2 separate regions of the Mus musculus genome follow, and region 1 is linked to region 2. The links are chromatin contacts, called in public Hi-C maps. All regions are on one chromosome and are shown on one strand. Each heading gives the region's core, a stretch centred on a gene start, on an enhancer-like site or on the middle of the called end of the contact. The rest is flanking DNA. Distances are from core to core; before and after follow the strand shown.

Region 1 (4,237 bases), core at 1,617-4,116, 160 kb before region 2:
AAATAGACACTCCATAAAAGTTCCTAGACTCCAAAGTGAACTTTTCATTGAGAGTTCAGAACAGTTAAGGCATATGAGCTCTGACTCCCTACTTTGTGGCTTTGCTGTATCTTTTAACTGTTCATCTCTGCCTTAGATGACTTCTGAGAATGTCCCTGCTATGAGATCTAAAGGTTGGTTGCAGGTCTCTTCATAGGACAACTCATGATCTCTGAAGGAAAGAAGGAACTGAGAGAGAAAAATGTCACTTTGTGTCTCCCTATCCTGATTTTGGAAACAGCTCACTATTATGTCTGGAAGAACAGCCAGTGGCCAGTGCTCCTGCTTCATTTTTTATTTTTTTTTTATCCCTACCAACAAACCTCCACTGAACTGCTGTATAATGCTAAAGTTTTCATTCTCAAATCATGAAATAAGACATTTTTCCTATTACATACGAGCTCTTTAAAACGTTTGGCTGTTGCTCCTTTGAATAAAAGTAGGTTTTTTTTTTAAAGATTTATTTTAATTATGTGACTATGTGGAGGTCTGTCCTGTGTGAATGCACGAGTCCAGAGAGAGCTTCAAATCAGGTCGAGCTGGTTAGAGATGCTTGCTAGCTACCCTGTGTGGGTATTGGGAACTGAACTTTGGTCCTCTGCAAGGGCAGGATGCACTCTTAATTGCTGAGCTATCTCTCCAGCCCAAAGCTATCATTCTGAAAAAGGATGCGCTATCCAGATGAAAGATCATATGTCTGTAGTGACAGCAGAATCTAGCATGTCACCCTGACTTTCAAGAGGGGTAAACTAAACAGTCTTGAGTAGCATCAGTAGGTATCACTAGGAAAAAAAAAAAAAACCTTACTTTGAACTTTTTTTTAAAAATCCATCTAGATATTTACTCAAGTACTCATACAGATGGCTTTCTACCCTCTTGCTCATATATGCATGTCCTTATGGGTCACGTCACAGACATGTCCTGGGAAATCCCCTCCCAGAACCAACATCCCTTTGCTCCCTGTATGTAACCTTCATTTGCACTTCTTTTTCCCACCGTTTGCTCTTTGGAAAGTAAAAAGGAGCCAGCCACTGCACTGATGACCAACTAACGTTTGGCGTGTCTCACAAGTGGAGATTCCCAAAGCAATCGTCTTCCAAAAGAGCCTGTTAATTTCGAAACTCATGGAAGAAGATAATCTGTAGGATTCCAGGTGCTTCCTTCCTGGACCGAGTAAACTGTTGCCTTTCCTGCCATGACTTCAGATCATGATCTTTTAATGCTGTTTCTACAATGCCCTTAAGGACTCAGTCAGACCTGCCCCGTGGAGGCCTGAGGACCCAGCACTGAAGGCAGGAGGACCCAGCCCTGAAGTCGAAGGAGGAAGGACTAACTTCCTATTTCCCCAGCCTTTGCTCTGTACTTCTGGGGTGACTGAAATCTGGACTCTGTTATTCTATTGTATTTGTTACCACATCTCTCTTTTTATTACAAAAAAAAAACAAAGAGATTTATTACAACTGGGTCAGGGAGATCCCCACTGTCTGATGATGTAGAGAACAGAGCCAATATTCTGACACTGTGTTTAGTGAATACACTTAAAGTTTCCTAACTTGTTTAAAATGATTGCATGTACATGTACATACATGCACACCCGATCCACCCATCTCATCTTCCCTCCAGATTTCCTCCCAATCACCTGGTTGTCTTCTTGGACACAAAAGCAAGAAGCATGTGAACTGTTCCCTTTCAAGCTTTTGTCTGCACACATGCACACACGCACACATACACACACACACACACATACGCATGCACGGTTTTCATAGAGCTGCTTCGTTATATAAGCGTCCTTTTTGTTCCTTTGACTCTTCACATAAAACTGTTAGCAAGATGACTCATGGCCTTCATAATTCACTGAAGGGATTTTCATGTTTAGCCTGGGATCAGGTTCCACCTCTGTGATTTAGTAGTTGTATTTCCTTGGACAATTAATTAACCTCCCTAGGAATCACTTCATCTCTAAATACAGTTGACAATATCGGCTCCTGCCGTCAAGAGTAATTAATGAGTACAGGATGCAAAGCCTTAGCGCTGGCATATACTAACTGTCCAATAAATTTAAGCTAAAAAAAATAATAACTTTCATAACATATAAATGTTTATGGTGGCATAGTATTCTATCAAGTGAAAAATAAAAGTTACTTTGAGGATATAAACAGCATGATATATGACGCAATGGTTATTATTGCAGTCATAATCTCTTTAAGTTCCAATTCCAGCCATTCGAGCCTGATGCTTCTCTATTATCCCTGAAAGTGAAAATGTATCTTGGCCTTCCTTCTCTCATCCTGAACAGGCACTTGTCAAGAAAGCTCATAAAAACACTCCCTTGCTGGTATTCATGGTGAGGCGGTGCTTCGGCTGCTTTCTGAGCTTTTGTGAAAGTCAGCCTCACACGCAGCATGAAGTAGATGTTCGGGACGTTTCCACATGGGAAGGATGTAGTTAAGGACCCAGTAAGTGAGTGTCAAGGATTTGCAAAGATCAAACGCGTGTTAGTAAGGAAAGCGGCTGCTTCCTGGGTTCCGCCTGAATCCTCCAGTTATGTGAAACTAAGGAAACAGGAAGAATGAATTTTGCTGATAACTTCAGAGCAGAGCCATTGTTTGTATGGAGAGTTCTTTTCTTTTCCATCACTGGAGCTCTGGAAGTGAACAAGCAGCACTGGTCCACATGACATTTCCCCCTTCAGTGTCTCTAAATAGGAGGGTGGCCACCCAGGTGAAAGAGCGGCCCTGAGGTTTCATAGGTTACGCTTTGTTTTGTTCTGAGGAGGAAGAGCTCTTACCGCATTGGTAGATTGGTAAGACTTCTTGATTGTAACATTGTAACTACAGAATTTCACAATAAACTCCCTCCCTCTCTCCCTCTCTCTCTCTCTCTCTCTCTCTCTCTCTCCCTCTCCCTCCCTCCCCCTCCCTTCTTCCCCCCTCCCTCCTTCTCTCTCTCCTCTCTCTCCCCCTCCCTCCCTCCCCCTCCCTTCTTCCCCCTCCCTCCTTCTCTCTCTCTCCTCTCTCTCCCCCTCCCTCCCTCCCCCTCCCTTCTTCCCCCTCCCTCCTTCTCTCTCTCTCCTCTCTCTCCCCCTCCCTCCCTCTCTCTCCCTCCTCCTCCTCCTGCTCCTCCTCCTGCTCCTCTCTCTCTCTCTCTCTCTCTCTCTCTCTCTCTCTCTCTCTCTCTTCTTTTTTGAAAATCCGAAGGGGAACAGAACTAATAGTAACTATTATCTGTAAACCTGAGCAGTTGGCTCCTCTAGCAGACACTGTGGGTGCTAGTTTGTGGTAGGAAACGATTTGAGACTGGGTGGCAGAAACATTATCACTCTGTCCCCCAGGAAAGGAACTCATCAAGAGATAGTAAACCTGGCTCATCAAAAGACTGACATCCTTAGTTGCATTGCCTCCTGCTGTGCTCCCTTAAGTCTGTCTCCCAAGGACAGTGTAGTCAGAGGAAGTGAAGTCATGCACCTGCACCTTAGTGTAGGAATTCTGGGAATGCAAATTGTCTGGCTTCCACCACTCTGGCAAGGTGGTGGCCTGTGATTATAAGTATATCATTATATATGCTTATATACTATATCCAATGTAAGGAGCGTGTCCGAAGACATCGGGTAGTTTGGGTGATAAACAGACATCAGAGGGTCAGGCATTTTGAATGTTCCGTAGACCCTGTGACTTTCTGTCTCTGAAGAGAGAGACACTCTGCGGCGCATGCTTCTCAGCCTGCAGGTGACAGCCCCGCATTTCCCAATCCCACCATGAAACATGAAGCCCTCCTCTCTATTCTTCATGTCACCAACACGCCCCTGGGAATGTTGAGCCCAGGAGACTTAAGGTGACAAGAGGCGTGTGGATATTTGTACACGCACGCACATGTATATGTTAATCATCACGTACTGTCATGACATAGAACATCACTTCTGGTATAGTTAGACGGGACTGTAACCTTAGAAAAGCTACTTTAAGCTTAAAGTTCTTTCTCAGAAATTTGAAAGCAGAAAGGGGACACATAGATAATTATAAAACGTCTTGGGCAAGAAAGTGCAATACAATGCCTTCATTATTATGCATGCAATTCTAAGGCAGAGTGCTGATTATTCACTATAACTGGACATATAATAAGATGGTCCATGTTTTCCAATAGTAATTACAGTCAGGTAGGGACAAGCAAACCTGCTTGTCAGTATCATCTTCAGAAGCCT
Region 2 (4,697 bases), core at 783-3,282:
TACATCCATGGCTTTGCTCTGAGGGTACCACTGAAGCTATGGCTCCCATATCCCAGTACAAAAAAACCCACAAAGACAAGGCAAGGGCAAGGCAAGGGTACCCCTTTACACCAGAGGTTCTGATCACTTACATACAATTCCAGTGGTGTGGTGGTGAGGAGATCTTAGATCTCCTTCCCAGATGAAGGGAAGGGAAAACACAAACGCTAGCTAGCCTGCCTCATCCCACTGGTTCAGTCACTTGTGGGACTAGAAGACAGCTCAGAGTCTACCCAGTGAAGTTCTTGCTCCACAAGCAAAAGGACCCAAGCTTGGTTGGATGTCTTGAACCCACATAAAAAGTCGGGCTTGGTAGCTCATGCCTGCAATCCCAGCAGAGCAGAGACAGAAGTATCACCTCTGCTAGTCCGTCTACAGAAGTGGTTCTCAACCTGTGGGTTGCCACCCCTTTGGCAAACCTCCAAAAAATTCACATTACGATTTATAACAACAGCCAATTACAGCTATGAAGGAGCAGCAGAAATAATTTTTTTGGTTGCGGGTCACCACACTGTATCAAAGGGTCACGGCATTAGGAAGGTTGTGAGTCACTTCTCTAGCGCATCAGTGAGCTTCAGGCTCCAGGTCCTGTGAAGAGACCTTGTTCCAAAAGGAAAATGAGAGCAGAAGATACCTGGTGTTGACCCCTCAGTCCAACATAGCTTGCTTCTGAGTTAGCAGATTATGCCAGAGATATTTTTTTTTTCAGAAATCTAGAAAGCTGCACAGTGTGTGCATTTTCATCTGTTGCCTGGAAGCTGTTCTGACGGATAGAGGAATTTGAGACAGGTCGGGGCCAGCAAGGAGCTTCAAATCTAGTCCCGTCCTTCCTGCAGCAAGCAGCCTTGGCCTCATTCTGGGCAGAATTGTGAGCAAGCTGCTTTATGCCTTTGAATCTGTCCTCTGCCCTGGCTCCGGAGTCCATCCTCCACCCTGAATCCGGAGTCCATCCTCCGCCCTGGCTCCTACCTCCGTGGTGCCTCTCACCTTTACCCTCTCACACTGTGTCTCAGGAAACCACTTCCTCTGCTCGATTCTGCACCGTCCTGGTAGAATCGGAAGTACAAGGGAGAAGGCAACGGCAGCAAATGTTGCTGGGACTTCAGGGGAGACAGAGGTGTGGAAACAGGCATTAGATTTAAAAACGAGGGGCATGTGGAGCCGTGGAGCCTCATCACAGGCTGCTTTGGGCCTGAGGGACCGATTGAGAGGCAAAGAACCGAAGGCTTCAAGTGTGAGAAATCCAGCTGTGAGAAGAAGGTGGAGGGACTCTTAGATTTGAATTTGGAAGAGCCCTGAGCATTGAAAAGGAGTCATTTGCTCAAGACACGGGTTGGCCATACAGGAGAGAGAGGAGGCAATGCCGAGCGAACGATTTGGATCCCTGCTGGAGAAAATTCCAAGCAAGATGAAAAATGACTTCAGCCTGGCCTTTGGCCTGTTGCTGAGATCTAGGCCCGAGGACTGTCTCTGGTTACCTTGTCAAACTCAGCAGCACCATTAAGAAGGACACTGAGCAGTGGAGCCATTAAATAAATCTAAGAGAAATGGCAGCTCATCTGCATCTGAAGTTACACAGCTGAGAAAAGCCTCCCTGTGCTCTAATATGTGTGTAACATTTTCTTAATGTCCTCTGAGGTCTGTGACTAATATTATGATAAAGTACCATAAGCGTTTCTGGAAGTCATTTCCACATTCACATTATCCGTTTGATTTTCATTAGCCCAGGGACTTCTTTCCTCTAAAGATCGATTACATTTGCTCCACCTTTAATTGTTTAAAAAAACAAGCAGCTTCTCAAAGCAAGACATTTACAGAGGCATAAATTAGTTTGAACCATACTCAGAATTCTATGCTTTTAAGAGGATCAACAGAGACCCGAGCCAAAAGCATATGCCACCCGTCAGGATGATGGAGCATGGAGTGTTCCCAGCATCGAGCAATGATTCTGTCACAAAGTGAATGTTGGCCAAATGCATAAACAGAAGCTGGGAATTATCCATAAATGGATCTCACAGAGAAGAGAGAAGGCGCACACTCAGCACACAGGAACGCCAGCAGGCCTGGACAGCACTCCCTAGGTCCTGGGAATAAGCCCCTAGTCATGGTGGGGACCAAACATTTCCATGGTGACAATGTGTTGGACATCCATGTCAAATCCCGCTGAATGACAGGGAAAGTCTCCGATGCTGTGTGCCGTGTACGGAGTTCTCTCTATCTTTCTAGTAAGGACATCAGTTACTTAGTCACACCAACAGTGCTGGTATGAATGGACTCAAGTGTTTCAGGCAACACTGTTCCATGTCTGGGATGGCTGTGTGTTACATTAGACATCACATTCTGTTTTCAAGAGAAAAGTTTCTATTGGAATTCAGTGACGCATGTAACTGGTCATTCCAGAACATTGTGTTCTTTGATATCTGCAAATAACATCAGAGTGGGGTCACATTGCTTTATGGATTCGACATGATATACAACAGTAGACTTTATGTGTGTGTGTGTGTGTGTGTGTGTGTGTGTGTGTGTGTGTGTGTGTGTTAAAAGTCGGTCTGGAGATCTTGGGATGTAGCTCAGGGAAGAGTGCCTGTTAGCACGTGCAAAGTCATGGTTTTAATCCTCAAGGTGGGAGTGGGAGGGGGTGTGGGTATCCTGGAACCTACCTATACACAAATGAAGTTGGAATTCTCAATGCAGATAATCTAGGATTTGCTTAATCGGGAAAGATACAGGCCCTCAGGGCCCCCTAAGTGGGTGGGATGAGGAACATCTACCTTAGTCTTGGTATCTGAATAATTAGTACCCATGCTGCAAACTATTTGGAGATGTAGGTGGTGCAGCCTTCCCGGAGGAAGTGTATCATCAGCAGGGCAGGCTTTGAGAGTAAAAAGTCTCTGTACTTCCAGTACTTCCTGCTTAGGATTCAGGCTTTGAGCTTTGAGCTTGCTGATGCAGCTGCCTTGCCTACTGTAAGGTGTCTGGATCATAATGTTTTATCACAGTAACAGAGAAGTAACGGACAGACTGTCCCTCAGTGCACACTGTCCCTCAGTGCATACTGTCCCTCAGTCTATACTGCCCCTCAGTGCTTACTGTCCCTCAGTGCTTACTGTCCCTCAGTGCTTACTGTCCCTCAGTGCTTACTGTCCCTCAGTGTATACTGTCCCTCAGTGTATACTGTCCCTCAGTGCATACTGTCCCTCAGTGCATACTGTCCCTCAGTGTATACTGTCCCTCAGTGTATACTGTCCCTCAGTGTATACTGTCCCTCAGTGCATACTGTCCCTCAGTGCATACTGTCCCTCAGTGTATACTGTCCCTCAGTGTATACTGTCCCTCAGTGTATACTGTCCCTCAGTGCATACTGTCCCTCAGTGCATACTGTCCCTCAGTGCATACTGTCCCTCAGTGTATACTGTCCCTCAGTGCATACTGTCCCTCAGTGTATACTGCCCCTCAGTGTATACTGTCCCTCAGTGCATACTGTCCCTCAGTGCATACTGTCCCTCAGTGCATACTGTCCCTCAGTGCATACTGTCCCTCAGTGTATACTGTCCCTCAGTGCATACTGTCCCTCAGTGCACACTGTCCCTCAGTGCATACTGTCCCCCAGTGTATACTGTCCCCCAGTGTATACTGTCCCCCAGTGCATACTGTCCCCCAGTGCATACTGTCCCTCAGTGTATACTGTCCCTCAGTGCATACTGTCCCTCAGTGCTTACTGTCCCTCAGTGCATACTGTCCCTCAGTGCATACTGTCCCTCAGTATATTCTGTCCCTCAGTGCATACTGTCCCTCAGTATATTCTGTCCCTCAGTGCATACTGTCCCTCAGTATATTCTGTCCCTCAGTGCATACTGTCCCTCAGTGCACACTGTCCCTCAGTGCATACTGTCCCCCAGTGTATACTGTCCCCCAGTGTATACTGTCCCCCAGTGCATACTGTCCCCCAGTGCATACTGTCCCTCAGTGTATACTGTCCCTCAGTGCATACTGTCCCTCAGTGCTTACTGTCCCTCAGTGCATACTGTCCCTCAGTGCATACTGTCCCTCAGTATATTCTGTCCCTCAGTGCATACTGTCCCTCAGTATATTCTGTCCCTCAGTGCATACTGTCCCTCAGTATATTCTGTCCCTCAGTGTATACTGTCCCTCAGTGCATACTGTCCCTCAGTGCATACTGTCCCTCAGTGCATACTGTCCCTCAGTGTATACTGTCCCTCAGTGCATACTGTCCCTCAGTGTATACTGCCCCTCAGTGTATACTGTCCCTCAGTGCATACTGTCCCTCAGTGCATACTGTCCCTCAGTGCATACTGTCCCTCAGTGCATACTGTCCCTCAGTGTATACTGTCCCTCAGTGCATACTGTCCCTCAGTGCACACTGTCCCTCAGTGCATACTGTCCCCCAGTGTATACTGTCCCCCAGTGTATACTGTCCCCCAGTGCATACTGTCCCCCAGTGCATACTGTCCCTCAGTGTATACTGTCCCTCAGTGCATACTGTCCCTCAGTGCTTACTGTCCCTCAGTGCATACTGTCCCTCAGTGCATACTGTCCCTCAGTATATTCTGTCCCTCAGTGCATACTGTCCCTCAGTATATTCTGTCCCTCAGTGCATACTGTCCCTCAGTATATTCTGTCCCTCAGTGCATACTGTC

The links. A called contact is a pair of places that touch in the nucleus more often than the background predicts.
Region 1: a contact with region 2 is called in a Hi-C map of uterus, with 3 times the contacts expected there. The contact joins two enhancer-like sites. A contact is called at or near these places in 5 of 39 promoter capture datasets (the C10 cell line, HPC-7-derived erythroid cells, hippocampal neurons and 1 more), 3 of 15 datasets of contacts at CTCF or cohesin (embryonic stem cells, pro-B cells and stem cell-derived epiblast-like cells), 12 of 484 Hi-C or Micro-C datasets (8-cell embryo, CD4 single positive thymocytes, the G1E-ER4 cell line and 9 more) and 1 of 115 datasets of contacts at active chromatin or transcription factors (embryonic stem cells).

Annotation. Positions count from the first base shown.
Region 1 is chr17:64,396,045-64,400,281 of GRCm38.p6, reverse strand. No RefSeq gene overlaps it. Among named protein-coding and RNA genes, the nearest start is that of Mir6420, 43 kb to the left of the region's middle. Within about 2 kb of position 2,866, at least 20 of the 459 cell types and tissues checked have an H3K27ac peak or open chromatin away from gene starts, as enhancers often do. A contact at or near this core is called in nephron progenitors and uterus, where this site is marked.
Region 2 is chr17:64,239,421-64,244,117 of GRCm38.p6, reverse strand. No RefSeq gene overlaps it. Among named protein-coding and RNA genes, the nearest start is that of Gm34858, 28 kb to the left of the region's middle. Within about 2 kb of position 2,032, at least 44 of the 459 cell types and tissues checked have an H3K27ac peak or open chromatin away from gene starts, as enhancers often do. A contact at or near this core is called in nephron progenitors and uterus, where this site is marked.